Regions from separate parts of the Danio rerio genome. Here region 1 is linked to region 2. Evidence: chromatin contacts called from public Hi-C data. All regions are on one chromosome and are shown on one strand. The core of a region is the stretch at or near the end of the contact, and the rest is flanking DNA. Distances in the headings are between cores, read along the strand shown. Region 1 has its middle 67 kb from the start of snai2. Region 2 has its middle 32 kb from the start of snai2.

Region 1 (2,700 bases), core at 193-2,692, 35 kb after region 2:
ACATAATAATAATAATAATAATAATAATAATAATAACAATGTTGACCTGAAAAAGTAGAAATGATCTGAACTGCACTAGACTGATCTTGCAGCATTTATAACTGAGAAAGAAAGGAGTGTAACAATCAAAATACCTGTAGGGGGACGTTTTAACATTCAAGACGGCCTTTTCAGGAAAATAAGCATCACTTTCTGAGACCCCTGCTCTGCCAACCAGTCAAACCCCCCTGTGGGAGAGCAATTGCCAACCTTACTTACTAAAAATTTGCAAAAACAGGTGTGAGTGTTTTAATGATACGTTAAAATCAAATAACATAAAATAAAAAATAAGTATAAGCAAGTAATTATACAAGTCAATAAATTGATTATTAAACAAACAAAATAAATATCGATTTTAATGGCACGTTAAAGTCAAATAACATCAAATTTAAAAAAAGATATCAAGCAAGCAAAAAATAAAAAAAATGGATAGATAGATAGATAGATAGATAGATAGATAGATAGATAGATAGATAGATAGATAGATAGATAGATAGATAGATAGATAGATAGATAGATAGATAGATAGATAAATAAATAAAACCGGCATGTTAAAAACAAATAACTTTATAATAAAAAAATGTAAGCAAGTAAATAAATAATTATTAATAATAATAACATTTATTTATTATTAAAACAAAACCAAATTAAATGATTTACTTGTGGTAGTTAAGGAGTTGCCATCCCAGTAATATTTGTCAAACTGTAGCCTGCTTGTTGCTTGCTATATGTGGGCGGAGTAATACACAGAGGTGAAGAGGCCTTTGTGAGATGTTACTGGCAAAATATTCCACGGCTATTAGCCAATCAGATTCAAGAACCAGACACAACTGTTGTATAAATGTATAAATAAATAAATAAATAAATATATACATATATATATATATATATATATATATATATATATATATATATATATATATATATATATATATATATATATATATATATATACATATATATATATATATATATACATATATATATATATATATATATATATATATATATATATATATACATAGTGTCTTAAAAAATATCTAGTCAAATATTATGTGCTATCTTTATGGCAAAGATTAATAAGTCAGTTATTAGAAATTAGTTATTAAAGCTATTATGTTTAGAAATGTGTTGAAAACATCTCTCCGTTAGACAGGAATTGGGGAAAAAAATAACAGGGGGCTAATAGTTTAAGGGAGCTAATAATTCTGACTTCAACTGTATATTTTATTTTGATCATTCAAAACATATGTGTGTGTGTGTGTGTGTGTGTGTGTGTGTGTGTGTGTGTGTGTGTGTGTGTGTGTGTGTGTGCGCGAAGTCCCTGCATTCCTCAGAGCAGTCTGCTTTACCCACCACAAGTTAAAACACGCTCCTCACACTCATCTCATCTCTCACTCTGACCAGAAAACCTCCCACAAGCCACAAGGGCAGTGACATCACTCCAAGGCCAGGACACAGAGATCGGCTGAAACACACAAAACACAGCTCTGTTCCTGGAAGAGCTTCAGCACACATGAAGACATGCACCTGTTAGAGAGCTCTGTGTGTGTGTGTGTGTGTAAGAGAGAGAGAGAGAGGACCAAAAAATAGACAGTACATTACTATTAGGTTGTGATATATCAGGGTACCAAAATTCAATGTCTAGCCAGCGTCTAAGGATGTTATTTTGATGTCCAATAATGACGTTGATACTTGGTTGATTTTAGGTGGTTAAAAAGTGACCAAAATCCAACATCGAGCCAACATCTTAAACCACTGCATGCATGTCGGCTAACCACTTTTGGGCAGATGTGGATGAGAGGTGTGTGGCTCAGATCGGTGTAGCGATTATTCACATTGTTTAGGTACAATAACATTAGGCTGGGTTATGGCCAATGCAATCTCACGGCAATTCGTAACTTTTTAATTTAGTGGCTAATTCGTACAATCTAATTCGTACAATTTAGTACAATTTGCTCATCACCTAATAACGTTGTGGTTAGGGGTGGGGATAGGTAACAATTGGATGTGCTAAGACTTTCTTCAGTTAAACAAAGAGAAAATTGAAGTCATTGCGTTTGGGAACAGGGATGAGGTTCTCAAGGTGAATGCGTACCTGGGCACTAAGGGTCAAACAACAAAAAATAAGGTCAAGAATCTTGGTGTGACTCTGGAGTCAGATGTGAGTTTCAATAGTCATGTCAAAGCAGTGAGTAAATCAGCATACTATCATCTCAAAAACGTTGCAAGAATAAGATGCTTTGTTTCCAGTGAAGACTTAGAGAAACTTGTTCATGCTTTTATCAGCAGTAGGGTGGATTACTGTAGCGGCCTCCTCACTGGCCTTCCCAAAACGACAGTCAGACAGTTGCAGCTCATCACACCTGTCCTCAGGTCTTTACACTGATAGATTTTAAAGAGTTATTACTTGTCTATAAATCACTAAAAGGCATAGGAGCTAAATATACATCACAGATATGTTCACTGAATGCAACCCCAACATATTCACTCAGATCTTTAGGATCAGATAAACTAGAAATTCCAAGAGTTCAGTCAAAGCAGGGTGAATCTGCTTTCAGCTACAACGCCCCTCGCTGCTGGAATCAGCTTCCAGAAATAATCAGATGTGCTCCAACATTAGACATTCAAATCAAGACTGAAAACACATCTGTTTAGCTG
Region 2 (2,700 bases), core at 82-2,581:
GTGTGTGATTTGATTGGACAGGAATCACAGGACTGATTATTATAATCTCCATAGACAAGAAATAATAAAGTAGTGACTGCAGGTTGAAGTTAAGTAGTGGAGTAAAAGTACTGACACTGCACTAAAAACGTACTCAAGGGCAAGAAAAAGTACACATTTATAAAACTAATTAGTACATTACAATTCCAGAGAAAGACTACTTAATTACTGTAATTTGAGTGCTTGTAATTAGTTACTTTACACCATTGCATTTACATTATATCCCACTGAACTGAATGAAACTAAACTTCAAAACTGGAATGAAGCTTAATCTACAGCCCCTTTCACACATACAGACCTTTCCGGAAAATTACCGGCAATTTTCCGCAAAGGTTGTATGTGTGAACAGGCCCTTTTTGAAAATACCGGTAAATTCATTCCGGCTATTTTTCGGAAAGCGAAGTTGTAACATTACCGGTAATTTGCCGGAATGCTGCGCTGTGTGAATGCAGAAGGAAGATTGCCGGAAAGAGCGCGTCCACGTCTAGAACGTGCTGACGTGAAACGTCTACTTTAGCTAATCAGAACAGTCAGACGCATTCACGTGCGCGCGGTTTATGAGAATAAAAGCCTTTGAATATTTTTCCAGACACATTTAGCTGCAAGATGTTAGTCAGATGACGTTTCTATGTTCCTTCTTAATGCTAACTGTGTGAATAATTATCGATAAAATGTTTATGATATTCCGTTGTTTGTTTACCTTCAAGCTTTGCGTGTGCCCGTGAGCGCCCATAGCGCCAGCACACACACATATCAAGTACATCTCGACATGCGAAAGTGTTTCTCTATGTTTTCATTGGAGTTGTACTCAATACTGATCCATCCAAAGAGTTTGTAATGTAGTCAAATGTTTACAAACACAAGCGCAGCCGTTTAGAGGTCATTTCTGGTTAATGATGTCAGAATTTACCGGCATTTTGCGATGGATGTGTGAATGCTCTTTTCCGTAAAAATTCCGTAACGTCCTCGCCTGTATGAACAGCGCTTTTTTGAATACACCGGTAAAGTCGTTCCGGAAATTTTCCGGATATTTAACGGCATCACTGTGTGAAAGGGGCTATTGTAAAAGCGCTATGAATTGAATTGTATCTCAAAATATCATGTTTACAGTGTACTATTAAATCCCTAAATGTGTTCCCTTAAGGGAGGATCACCTGAGTGAACCATGACTAATACTGAACAGCAATTCCAGCGGTTGGCAAAGCTAAAAATACTATGCTCAGATGTGCTCCAGATTGTGTGTTTGCGTGATGTAATGTTGTGTGTGTGCTTGTGGTGTTGTGTCTGCTGAGTAACACAGGTCCGTCAGCTCCAGCTGTAGGAGTTCTGAGTCAGGAGGATGTGAAGCAGACGGACAGAAACACCACCCGCGCCAAATCAGCTCCTCTAAATCAACAATCAGCAGGGAAGAGCCTGGAGAATCCAGCTTTGCTTCGGGATTTATTGGCCTCTTGGGAACGAGATTCTTACTAGAAGTTTTTATAGTTCTGAAAATTGGTTAAAGCTTCAGTTTGAATGAAGCGCATCGTATGCTGATGAATTAATCACTTTCATCAATGCTGAAAAAGAGAATCCATTATTAAATACTTTAAACACATTAAACTCTGACTGACATTACAAAGAGCGGCTTTGGAATATTTCATCTCCATATTATCAGTCTTTAACAGGCCTAGTGATGTTTAACAGAGCATGGAACTTTTTTCACAGTATATTTCTATTATATGTTTTTTTTTTCTGGATAAAGTCGTATTTCTTTTAGTTTGGCTGGAATTAAAAAAATGTTTTTCAGATTAGCTACAGAACAAACCAATGTTGTACAATGACTTGGCTAATAAACATACCTTGCATAATTAACACAATTAACCTACACTACCTGACAAAAGTCTTGTCGCCTATCCAAGTTTTTTTGGAACAACAAATATAATAACTTGACTTCCAGTTGATCATTTGGTATAAGAAGTGGCTCATATGAAAGGCAAAGGCCTCTAGATTACACTTGTTTTACCAAAATAAAATATGATCATGCCTTGATTTTTAATTATTTTATTAGGACAGTAAGGTCTGACTGTGCTTAGACTAAAGTCTTATCCCTTAACAGAAATAATGTACAGTATAGAATATAAAGTCATGCTGCAGTGGAACAAGAATTAATATTGTGTATGACTCTAATGAGCTTGGAGGACTGCATCCATACATCTCTGCAATGACTCAAATCACTTATTAATAAAGTCATCTGAAATGGCAAAGAAAGAGTTCTTGCAGGACTCCCAGAGTTCATCAAGATTCTTTGGATTCATCTTTAATGCCTCCTTCATCTTACCCCAGACATGCTCAATAACGTTCAGATTAGGTGACTGGGCTGGCCGATCCTGGAGCACCTTGACTTTCTTTGCTTTCAAGAGCTTTGATGTGGAGGCTGAAGTATGAGAAGGAGCGCTATCCTGCTGAAGAATTTTCCCTGTCCTGTGGTTTGTAATGTAATGTCTTGATTCCTCAGGCTGTTAATGTTGCCATCCACTCTGCAGATCTCTCGCACACCCCCATACTCAATGTAACCCCAAACCATGATTTTTCCTTCACCAAACTTGACTGCTTTCTGTGAGAATCTTAAGCCTATGCTGGTTTTAATAGGTCTTCAGTATTTTTAATGATTGGGATGCA

What was found. A called contact is a pair of places that touch in the nucleus more often than the background predicts.
Region 1: a contact with region 2 is called in a Hi-C map of an unstated tissue, with 2.2 times the contacts expected there. The contact joins two enhancer-like sites. A contact is called at or near these places in 2 of 18 Hi-C or Micro-C datasets (caudal fin and an unstated tissue).

What each region holds. Positions count from the first base shown.
Region 1 is chr24:39,159,284-39,161,983 of GRCz12tu, forward strand. No RefSeq gene overlaps it. Among named protein-coding and RNA genes, the nearest start is that of snai2, 67 kb to the left of the region's middle. Within about 2 kb of position 1,443, at least 16 of the 62 cell types and tissues checked have an H3K27ac peak or open chromatin away from gene starts, as enhancers often do.
Region 2 is chr24:39,124,465-39,127,164 of GRCz12tu, forward strand. No RefSeq gene overlaps it. Among named protein-coding and RNA genes, the nearest start is that of snai2, 32 kb to the left of the region's middle. Within about 2 kb of position 1,332, at least 9 of the 62 cell types and tissues checked have an H3K27ac peak or open chromatin away from gene starts, as enhancers often do.